2 separate regions of the Rattus norvegicus genome follow, and region 2 is linked to region 1. The links are chromatin contacts, called in public Hi-C maps. All regions are on one chromosome and are shown on one strand. The core of a region is the stretch at or near the end of the contact, and the rest is flanking DNA. Distances in the headings are between cores, read along the strand shown. Region 1 overlaps Hdac11 (histone deacetylase 11). Region 2 overlaps Wnt7a (Wnt family member 7A).

Evidence for each region. A called contact is a pair of places that touch in the nucleus more often than the background predicts.
Region 2: a contact with region 1 is called in a Hi-C map of the A7r5 cell line, with 5 times the contacts expected there. The contact joins two enhancer-like sites. A contact is called at or near these places in 9 of 12 Hi-C or Micro-C datasets (the A7r5 cell line, Schwann cells, frontal cortex and 4 more) and 1 of 1 datasets of contacts at active chromatin or transcription factors (oligodendrocytes).

The regions. Positions count from the first base shown.
Region 1 is chr4:125,219,788-125,225,947 of GRCr8, reverse strand. Hdac11 (histone deacetylase 11) reads right to left here. Exons shown (of 10, transcript NM_001106610.2): 9 at 3,614-3,792; 10 at 1,364-2,978. The coding sequence ends at 2,763. Among named protein-coding and RNA genes, the nearest start is that of Hdac11, 16 kb to the right of the region's middle. Within about 2 kb of position 2,072, at least 5 of the 93 cell types and tissues checked have an H3K27ac peak or open chromatin away from gene starts, as enhancers often do. A contact at or near this core is called in the A7r5 cell line, where this site is marked.
Region 2 is chr4:125,454,441-125,459,985 of GRCr8, reverse strand. All of the region lies in intron 2 of Wnt7a (Wnt family member 7A), which reads left to right. Among named protein-coding and RNA genes, the nearest start is that of Wnt7a, 8.9 kb to the left of the region's middle. Within about 2 kb of position 2,440, at least 26 of the 93 cell types and tissues checked have an H3K27ac peak or open chromatin away from gene starts, as enhancers often do. A contact at or near this core is called in the A7r5 cell line, where this site is marked.

The sequences.
Region 1 (6,160 bases), core at 823-3,322:
GAGGGAAGAAGGTGCCATGCAGTAGGTGAATCAGAAGCCATAAGGGCCAGCATCTGGAGGAGTGGTCCAGGAGGAGCATGGTGATCTCTCGGGATTACTGACAGAGAAGTAGACAAAAGAGCAGAGGGTTGATACTTGCCCAGTTCTAGTGTCTTAAGGCTTGTTGTAAATAGAAAAGGTTTTGTGTCTTTTATTTGAGAACTAAATGATCTAAGGTGGGGGTAGAAATCCCCTGTGGTGGTGTAAATACGCTTGGGCCAAAGAGTGGCACTATTAGAAGGTGTGGCCTTGTTGGAGGAAGTGTGGGAGTGGGTTTGAGACCCTCTTCCTGGCTGCCTTAAGATCAAGATGCAGAACTCTCCAGTCCTCCTCCAGCACCATGCCTGCCTGGACACTGCCATGCTTCCTGCCATGATGATAATGGACTGAACTTCTAAACCTATAAGCAAGCCCCAATGAAATGTTGTCCTTTATAAGAATTGCCTTGGTCTGGGCTGGAGAGATGGCTCAGCGGTTAAGAGCACTGACTGCTCTTCCAGAGGTCCTGAGTCCAAATCCCAGCAACCACATGGCAACTCACAACCATCTGTAATGAGATCTGATGCCCTCTTCTGGTATGTCTGAAAACAGCTACAGTGTACTTACAAAAGATGAATCTTTAAAAAAAATTTTTTTAATTGCCTTGGCCATGGTGTCTCTTCACAGTAATGGAAACCCTACCAGTCTCTGCCATGTGTTTATACCCTCCTGCCCTTTGGCATTTCATCACAAATTACATCCAGCTGTGCCACTGGGACATTCTAGTCACTCTGCCAAGCTGACAAGTTTCTGTCCTCCCTGCCTTACTGGAGGCCCACCTTGGGACAACACATCCCCCTGTGTTCTAACTGCTTCACAGAGCTGGATGACCCCTCCACCTACTGCCCTGGCTGGGCCCTGCCACTGGCCACGCCCACCGGCCACATCCACAGTGCAGGGTAGGCCACGCCCACAGAGCCATCATCTCAGCCCAGATTTGCCAGCCTGTCACTCCTCACTTTCCCAGATCCCAACCCCAGGTCATCTTATTGCCATGAATGCCATATCTCCTTTGACTGGTAAAGCATCCCTACCTCCCTGCACCCCTGCAAAGGGTGAGCCTCACATACATGTCCAGAGCTGACAGAACAGGGTTGCAACCCTGCTCATTACCCACAGACGTGTGTCCAAGGGCAAACTCCTCACGCTCCATCTGGGGCCTCAGTTTCCTTATCTGCTAAAATGGGAATTGTGCTATCCCCAGACCTTTGACAATGGAAAAACAACAACAACAAAAACAAACAAACAAAAAACACCAGCCACTCATCTTGGGCAGCCGCCCTGGTTCGGTGTCTGGATTGGTGAATTTTGAATCTTTATTTCCAGTGGTCCTCAGGAGGCAGGTCTGTCTACCTCAGAACACACAGCAACAACCTGGAGCCTGTATGGTACTCAGAGAGAAACTCCACAGTAACAGACTGCTGTCACCACTCCCCAGTGTCCTGGGAGGAACCTCCAGTCAGATGCAGAGAGGTCATGGCAGAGGGGTGTGGAGCTGCATTAGTACTGTGGGGTTTGGTCTAGGTCAGTGGTTTAGACAACTGGTGACTTTGGCATCCTCCCAACTCCAGCAGAGGGAGCATGAAGGACGCCATGAAGGCTGTGGGAATACCCACATGGTAATGAATATGAGTCCTGTAGTTGGGGCAGATCCAGGGCAGGAGGAAGCCCAGCTGGCCCACATCCTCTTACCCCCTGTGCCTTTGGTTATGCTGCCAATCACTGGCTAGGGGTGGGTGCTTTCCTGCCTACATCATGGAGGGCCCTGGCTGTCCCTTCAGGGTAGAATGGCCGGAGGGCAGGTAGACCTTGGGGCCCCAGAGATGAAAATTGGGCACTTTGGGTGAGGCCACTGGAGACTGCAGCTCACCCAAGGTCTGCATGGCCACTGTACCTAAATGTTACCTTGGCTGCCCTCCCTCCAGCAAGCCCTACCTAGGGCTAGCTTGGCTGCCAGTCTCCATCTCATTCCTGTCTGCTAGGCCTCACCTTCTCTCCATCCTGGTGAGCAGCCCATTATAAACTCCAGCTTGGAGAGTCACTCCTGAGCTAAACACTCATCCCAAACTTGTTTCCATGCTGAACAGAGGAGATTACTGCCAAAGTTGGGGGCCTTGGGCATTCTCAATGTCCCACCCCATCAACATAGGGGGGCTTGATCTATTGAGGGAACCCAAACTGGAAAATCCTAGCTTCCTTCTTCAGACCTCCAAATCTCTATCAGAGACTATTACCTGTTAGCTGAGAACCCAGTGCCCCCTGGAGGCTGGCTATGGAAACTTTCCTCAGACCTATGGGCACCATCATCCAGGAGGGGACCCTCTCCAGACTGAAGGGAGGAAGTAAGCCAACTGGGTCAGGGAGGGCCCTTCTTCTGGCTGATCTGGACAGCAGGCACCCCATCCCAGAGGTCCTCCCTGTGGCTGCAGCTAAGCTGTCTTCCCTGACTCCTGATGACCTGCTTGCATCCCAGTGGGCTCCTCCCCGGGACTCAGCTCTTCCACCCCAAGGCCCAGAGACCCTTGGGCACCTGGTGGGGAGTGGAGGAATGGCCAGCAAGGCTGGCTCCTGCTCTTCCTGCCCCTCCATGCTCACTGGCAGCTGTCTTGACAGCAACAAACACAGGCGGGTGGGCGGGTGGATGGGGTGGGGGGGCAGGTATGATAATGTTCTGTGAGTAGCCGTCAAGGCACAGCACGGGAAAGCAGGGGGATGCTTGAGTTCCGTGCCGGGACATAGGGAAACTCAGGCCCAATGAGCCCCAGGTCATGCAAATTGAGGATGGAGTCGGCGATAATGCGGGCTGTGCGCTTCTGGTACCCACCCGAGGTCACCATGAGGATGGGTATATCATGGGCTCGGACCACCCGGAAAACCACTTCATCCCTCTTCACAATGCCCTGTGGGAAGACAGGGAGGGTAAGGTCAATAGGCCCGAGTTCCCGTGGTACCAAAAAGGACCACTACAAGTCTAGCCCTAGTGTGATGGCTGAGGCTTTTAGCATCTCCTCCAGACATAAGGCACTCATATTTTCTACTTTTGCCAACCCTCAGAGCATGGATTTCCTGTCCCACCAGGGCACGAAGTTTGACAGATAGATAAATCCCTAAAAATATCCCCCTCGGGGGACAAGATGTGTCTCTGGGCTGATAGATACATGTCCTAGGTGGCCCTAGGGTCTCTGTGGCTTGAATATGTAATGGCTCCCACTGGTTTGCAAGTGTTTGAACACTTGCTCCCCCGCTGGAAGGTCCTAGACCTGTGGTTGGCAGAGCTGGAGAAAGTACCTGGGCCCCACTTCCTGCTCTCTTTCTGCTTCTTGACTACCCCACCAGCCCCATGTTCCTTATTGTGTCTTCCCGGCCATGAATAATTCTGCTCCTTCAGGAGATGTGAGTTAAAATGAGCCCTTTGTCCCGAGTCACCACGTTTATCAGAGGATTCTCTCACAGCAACAGAAAAGTCACTGATATGTGGTCGGATGGTGGCCAGGCTACAGGCGAAGCCTCAGGTGACCCCCACAGGAGGACGTACCGCTGGGCTGATGGACAGCCCGCCAAGGCGGTCTCCCTCCAGGACGTCTGTGCCGGCGTTGTACACCACAACATCAGGCAGGTGCTCCTGGAGGGACCTCCTCACATTCCTCTCCACCTTCTCCAGATACTCCTCATCTTCTGTGCCCCACTCCAACTCCACCTTCCGCCTGATGGCCTCTGGGAAGGAGACACAAACAGCCCAGAGTACAATGCAGGGAAACTGAGGCAGAGGATGGCATCGATGCAAGAACTTGTCAAGACCCACAACAGGACTGACTCCATCTCAGTCTGGCCTCTCACCACAGTGAAGCTGAGTGGTGAAGGGGCATCCGTGGGAGGACAGATGTTTAAAGCTGACATTTTATCTCTGAGGGCCTAGAGACCCTATCCTTGAACCCTACCAACACTGAACACGCAACATATTCAAGCCCAGGCTCCAAGTAGTCCAGGGTCAGTTTAGGTAGTCAGTAGTGGCCTTACCTCACCACCTGTGCTTACGCAGCCCTGCCATGTGTTTATCTCCAATGTCCTGAGAGGCTCATCTGTGGAAGGCTTGCTTCCCAGCCCATGGCACTACTGAATGATGCTGCTACTAATGACTAGACCTTTAAGGGGTTAAGCAAAGTAGAGGATGCAATGCAACTTGGCAGTGATGTATCAGGACCATGCCCCTGAATGTGTCTCTGCCTCTGGTCATGAGGTGAGAAGTCTTTCCTACCACACATGCAGCTGTGGTACCTGCAATGCAACAAGCCCAACACAACAGGGCCTACTAAAGTAGACCGGGACCTTAAAGCCGTGGGCCAAGGCAGACTTTCTTCCTTTCAAGCTATAGCCAGCTCCACTCTAAGGCTGCTGCTGACCTCAGTAGTGGGCACATGGTACTGGATTGACCTATATACTCTGTCACAGAGACAGAAAGCTGACTGAGACTACACCACCAGTGGGGCAGGCCGCTTGCTGATTTCAAACCTGGTCTCAGAGCCCCTGGGCTATGCTTGAGTCCATTTTTGCTGTTTTTAATTTTTTATTATATTTTAATTCACTTTATATTTTATCTTAGCTTAATTACACATATTTGGCAGTGTGTTCATTAGTACAGTGCCTGCAGAGGCCAGAAGAGGGCACCAGATTCCCTGGAGCCAAAATTATAGGTGATTGTGAGCCACCAGATATGGGAGCTGGAAGTTGAATTCAGCTCTTTTTAAACCGATCACTTTCCCCCCCAAGCCTTCATTTTTGGTATCAGGTTATGGAGCATTGCTGTGACAGATTTTAGGAATATCATGTTAGCATTTGAGCTTTGGGCTGGAAAAGCCACTGAGTGTGGGAGCTTGGATGACAAGAACATTGAAAGCAATGCAGACGATGGAGGCCTGGGCTGTGAAGTTTCATGGAAATCACAGGCTCTATCAAGGGTTATTCACGGGCTGTTTTGTATTAAAAATCTGTGGTTCTGGTAAGCTGGAGCTGAAGGGTCATCTGTGCCTAACAAGAGGCTGGAGTAAAACCTTTGCTTTGCTGGGACAATTGCCACTAGTCAGGTGGGACTGGGAACTGGTGATAATTAAGAAAAGACCAGCACCATTTAAGGCAGAAATCTGGAAGTGTTTCTGCAGGGTCAGCAATCACAAGCAGGGATGCAGAGGAGGCCGAGGTTGTTTGTATATTGTGCTAGAAGCTGGGTTTTGTAATGTGTTAGAGTCTCCCATGTGGTACTGGTTTGGAAGGCATGAAGGGGACATGGAGAAAAGTTGAGGCTTGACACCCTGTGGCAGGATAAGAGACCTAAGAGAGGCCAGGAGAGGCTATTAGTGAAGGTGTACCCCGTCAGAGTTAGACTCCAGATATCTGAAGATCCTAGTACCTTGGGATGGCCACCAAGGTCAGCAACAGCTGTGGAGTGGAGCTGGCATGAGCCTAGGACACAGGATGTGTATACTGCAGAGGCTGAAACTGGAGAAATGGACCAGGCCCGCTGCAGCCCAGAGAATTATGGGTGGGTCCCAGATGCCGAGGGCAATCACAAGCAGGGATGCAGGGGAGACCAAGGCTGTATATTGTGCTGGAAGCACATGTGCAATGTGTTAGAATATCCCACGTGATGCTGGTTTTGAAGGCATGAAGGGGATACACTGTAGATCTGGTTTGACTGTGACTGTGACTGGTTCTGGTTCTTCCCTCTAAGAGTTTTTAAAAAGTGTCTATTCTGATCTTGCAAGAAGCCAGTTACCAGACTGTGGATATTTTAGAAAAACTTTGGACTTTGAGAAAGACATTTTAAATGTTTTAAAAAGACTGGACTTTTAAAGGTGCTTGAGTTTTTAAAGACTAGAACTTTTAAAAGTTGGAATGTGATATTGTGATATAAATATTAACCTACCATCCTGGGGACAAGTGAGAGATGAAAGGCTGTGGTTGAATACTGATGTTTGTCTGTCACATTGACAAGAGGGCAACTGTGTTGTATTTTATGTCACCCCTGGGCAGGTGGTCCTGGGGTTTAAGAAAAGAAACTGAGCATGTTGGGAGGAGTAAGTCAATA
Region 2 (5,545 bases), core at 1,191-3,690, 230 kb before region 1:
TTGATGTGTCCTCACCTGGTCATTCCTTTCCCTCATGTAAACTCTCGTGGTTCTTTTAAAAAGATACCAGTCTCATGGGATCTGGCCCACAATTTGACCTCATTTTAACCTAACCACCTCTTTAAAGACCTCTCCAATTCCAGCCACATTCTGGAGAGCTAGGGGTCAGAGCTTCAGTGTGAGTTATGGGGGCATGACTGCGCCTGTAGCAGCAAGCCTGTGACGTGATACAGGTGCTGGAGGGCTAGAAGGGGCCCAGAGGTGGGACACCCAAGGTAGGAAGAGTGGTCTGGGTCTAAGAGCAAGGGAAGAGACTGGCTGTGACTGGGGTCACAGCCTTAACCAAGCTAAGGATGTGCTCTGCCGCTGAACTACATCTGCAGCCCCTTGTCTTGTCCATTCCTCAAATCCAATGGATGAGTGATGGTCCTTCATCATGGGACCTGTCCCTCCCATGAATGCAGAGGGTGGGGGGTTTCTGTGTCCCTGGTGGCATGTATTTTACTCATTGTAGCACATGCACCTCCCCATAAAGTTCATTCATTTCAGTTGTAGTTAATGATGACTGTGGCAGATTCCTCTGACATTACACAGTGCCACACACAACCTCCCCAACAAGACTTCTCAGACCTCCACATTCCTGCCAGGATGATGGGTGCCCCACATGGAGCTCCCTGACATCTGCCTTGTGGTTTATATTTCCCACTGAAGGGAGAAGGTTGTATTTACTTACCCACGAGCTGCCTCTTCATGCCTTTGCCCAGTTCCCCATTCGCTTGCAGGTTTCCCCATGGGGTAGGATGACATGGTCATACTGACAGCACGGTACAGGGATCCAGGGCTTGCCTTAGCAAGTACCCAGTGGGGAGCTTCACTCTCTGCTCTTCTTCACTGAGGCTCAAATACGGCCTGAAATGGAGACAGCCCTTGCTCATGCCCCGTCCTTCCAGCGTAATAATGAGGCAAGAATCAGCTGCATCCTGTGGCTGCTTTGTGGCAGGGCTGAGACCTGGTAGTGAGTTTCCCATCACTGGAGGGATTTGTCTGTGTGCGTGAGTCAGACTTGAGGCCTTCAGTCTCAAACTGTGTGTTTTAAGAGGTTTTGGTGCTGAGCTGTGCAGGGCAGCTAGATGTGCTGTAGAATTGGAGCCACACATCCAGGCTTCCATTCTGTCCCACCCACAACTTTGAGAGGGCATGCGACCCGTCCCCTCTCACCATGCCCATCTGACATGGTCCACAATGCCAGGTGGCAGAAGCACCACATGATACAGGATGTAAAACCCTGGCACCTGGTGGGTTGGATCTGGGAGGATCTCCTTTCCCCCTGTGTGCCAATCTGATAGGGACACGGCTCAGGAATTGGGGACTCATGCCTCAGGCTCTGTTTTTTGAGTGGCAGAAACTGTTGGTATTGTGACTCGTATAGGATCCTGTATTCTAGACAGGATGGGCCAGCAGGATGCTCGGGTGATGGGCAAGGCTATACCGACCTGAATTCTTTACACTGACTTCAAATCGTGTCTCCAAATCAGCCCACTTCTCATCACCTCCTGGTTCAAACCATCTTCGTAGTCACTGCCTGGACATCATTTTTCTGATACCCAACTCTAGTTGGATCTTCAGTTCATGTGGTAGGGGTTTGGTTTCATGGTTGGTGATTGGGGGATCTCAGCATGTAACACTCTTTGCTCTCAGAGGGCCAGTGTGTCCACCAGTATACTAAAGGCACTAGAAACAACTTGAGCAGCCTCCACGTAGAGGCCCCAGCTATTTCAAGGTATAGTGCTGCAGAGACCCACATCCTGGGAATGGCTACTCTTAGATACCCTCACAGGCAACTGAACTCAGACTGTGATTTGGGGCCAACTGTCTCTCAGGTCCAACATCTTTTCTATGGGTCCAGAACAGGAGCCTTCCTAGCATTTGATGTGGATGGGGGCTAATGAGGTCCTTTTCAGTCAGCATTCTTCAGCAATTCCCGGAAGGCACCCAGGAAACTCAGATGCCAGACGTCTCACACAAGGGGAATAAAAACTCACAGACATGTCTGACATACATCCAGGAATGCATGGGACAGAATGAAGAGCTCAGACCCAAAGCCTAAGTCCAGGACATTTTACTGCTTCTGAGCAGTGTTTGGTTAATCTGGGGCTGTTAAATGCTTATGGGCTAAGATCCCCTCGTACCTTTTCTGCACACCAGACACTCATTCACTTGTCCCACAGATAGAATCTCTGTGTAATAAAAGCTGGTGAGCGACACACTAGTCAGCCACAGGCTCTGACCCTGCTCTCTCACCATCTAATGGTGGAACAGATAAAGCTGGAGTTGAAGTACATGGTCCACACGGACTGTAACACAGAGCTGCCTGAGTGGCCACCTGAAGTAGGGGCTGGTCTTACAGGACAGAATGGAAGGAGGTGGCAGGGATGGCTGAGCCGTGGTATTGTGACTCATACAGGATCCTGGATTCTACAGACGATGGGCCAGCAGGATGCGAGTGTGATGGACAGGAATGGCAAGGAGGCTCCAGAAAGAAAGGGAGAACAAGGAATCCCCGGTGATTCTTTGTTTTGTTTTGTTTTTGAGACATGGTCTCGTTCAGCCCAGGCTGGCTTCAAACACCCTATGTAGCTGAGGCTGGTGTTAGACTTCTGCCCCCTCCCAAGGGGGCAGGTATGCTCTGTCATTCCCAGCCTTCCTATGGAAAGGTTTTGCTCTGACAGGGAGCTGTCCAAGAGATTCGATCAGGATGTTGGGTGGTAATCACATTCTTTGCACACACAGTGTTATCAACAGAGAATGGTGGCTTCCCATCATGTGCTCAGGGCTGGCTACATTCCTTTCCAAATGCTCACCGCCTCCGATTTGGTACTCTCCTGCAGAATTTTTCCAGGGATGGGCACACATGACCCAGGATTCAGCCTCAGGTTTACCCACCTCTGTCTAGTGCTTGGGAAACTCTGATGTGTTGCTACCAAGTGTGTGTCATCCTTTCTCCCTGGGGGCGGGTGGTTGAGCCATGCACGCCTTTACTAGAGGGGACAATCTGGGTCCACATCCCTTGCCTGAGAACCCCTACAGGTCCCCAAAATGCTCTGTCTTTTACCCACAGCCTCTGAAAGTGGAGCAGTGTTTGGCCATTTGGCAGGATGGATGGGAAGTCCTTTCCAGGGAGGGAGATAGAGCGAGGGGCGGCCAGCTCCACTTTCTCTGTGCCTTTCTTAACAATGCGCCATCTTGCCCAAGCAAAAGCCCTTTTCTTTCCCCATTCTCGCCTAGAACACAGCCAACAAAGGGCTTTTTGTCTCGTTTGCATTTTTTTTTTTTTTGCAAGCCTCAGTTCATCCTGGATTTTCGCTCTCCTGACACTATTCTTTGAGATGAGCTTTTTGTTACATGGTCTTTCCAGCTTCCCTATGGTAGACAGTCCACACACACACACACACACACACACACACACACACACACACTCCCTCTCTCTCTCTCTCACACACACACACACACACAAACACTCCCTCTCTCTCTCTCACACACACACACATACTCGCACATTCACACTTGCACACTCACACTTGCACACTTGCACACTCACACACATACACACATACATACACACACATACACACACACTCACACACACACACACACACACAAACACTCACACATGTACATTCACGCAATTACTTTCACACAGTCATTCATTCAACCTGGAGATTTCATAGGTCAATAATCTAGGTTCCCACAACCTCATGGGGAGAGAAAGAAAACTTGTCAGTAGAAAATGCAGGTGGATAAAGTGCTGACCACAAATGGAGGGGAGCACAACAGGAGTGGGGACATTACAGCCACGTCACGGCAGATACCAGGCTAACCAACAGTGCCTCTGCTTTGAGGCACTTACTGATTCCTGCCAGGTGTGTATCAGGCTCCTAACAACCTTTTTAGAAAGACCGTTCATAATTCCTAGTACAGAGTGAAAAGGTAACTTTCCAGGACCTTGCAATGATGGAGAGCAGAGCCAGGCTGTGACCCCGGGTTACCCAGACTCTGGGTCCTACTTTGAAACAACCTGGATACATTTATGGTGCCTCATAGAGTGGCAGAAAGGATATTTTTAAATGTAGGGAAGAGTAATAATGAATGGATGGTGCCCACTAGGGGACAGTTAGCAGTGCTGTGGCCCGACCCTGTAGGAAGAGGAACCCACAGATAGAGTCTCCTTCCCTGGATTGGGGATTGGAACAGCAGGTTAGAGTGGGGTGAATGGTACATCCTTTCCCCATTTCTGTCTCCTGTCTCTTCACCTGACTGCCCCTGCCCCCACATGATTCCTAACCCTAAAATCTCTTGGCTACACAGAGGCTCTCCTAACTACCATGTGGCAGAACACTGGGCTGCGAACAGCTACTGCACCAGTCTGGCGAGAGCAACCTTTTTCCATCTGTCTGTTTTCCCAATCTCTGAACATTTCTGCTGGTGTCACTCTAGACCGCTCATTCTCTGACCCAATGGCTTTAAATAGCAGAAGAGAAAAAAAAAATCTACAGTGCACTCTGTGGTTTCCAGTGAGATACCGTAAATACACCCAGATAATATTCCGGTGCAAACCACGGGCAGCAATCGCAAAGGGCGGAGGATGGAATCTTTGGGGCCAGTGTGGACAGGGTTCATTTCCTCTGTCCCCATGGGACTGCTATGGAGCCGAACAGAGAGGGCGTTAACCAGGCTCTGACTTCACCTCAGCACCTCAGCACGAACACTTACCCCTGCCCCCATCCCCTTGCTGATGTTCTCCTCCCTCAGGAGACTGACTGGTCTTCGGGGCAGCCTGGCAGTGGTCCCCTGGGTTCTAAGTTTGCGGATGGGAATGTTGAGGTTCAGGGACTCCGAGTGCAGGCTCAGAGCCTGCACTCGGAGTCACCCAGCTAAGTGAGGAGTAGTGGGAGTGGTCGGCAAGTGCCCTGTCACCCAGACTGAGCTGAAGACACTTGGGGTTGGTTCCCCAGGTTTCTGTGTAGAAATCCCTGATATGTGGCCAGGAAGACTTGCAGGTAAGGTGGAGGAAAGGGAGGGGATTCCTCACTAGAGGCCTGGGGGGTTGGTTCTAGTCTAGTCTCTGGAGTCACGGGTGACCTCAGACAGGCCTTCCTTCTGTCTGTGGCTCTGGGAATCACCCTCTTTGACTCCACGATAGTCAAAATATCGTGGGATAGAGATAGCCCAAGACAGTATCCTGATACTCAGCAGGATTCCCTGTGTTATCTACTCAGTCTCCCTTCTTGTCATCCCTGGCTTACCTGGCCCACACCAGTCAGGGGCATGGTCTGGGTGCCCCTGTCCAGGAAACTCTTCTTCTCAAAGAGCCTTCAAACTCTGACACCCCCAGTTACCATCAATGAGGGGTTTGTTTCCTTGGAGTCCTCAGCTAACAGAGTGATGTAATCTGCTTTCTGTCTCCATGCAAAAGCAGAACCACACCTGAATCCCACACCTTAGTCCATCCAGCCTGCAGCACAATGCCTAGCACACAGTAGGTGCT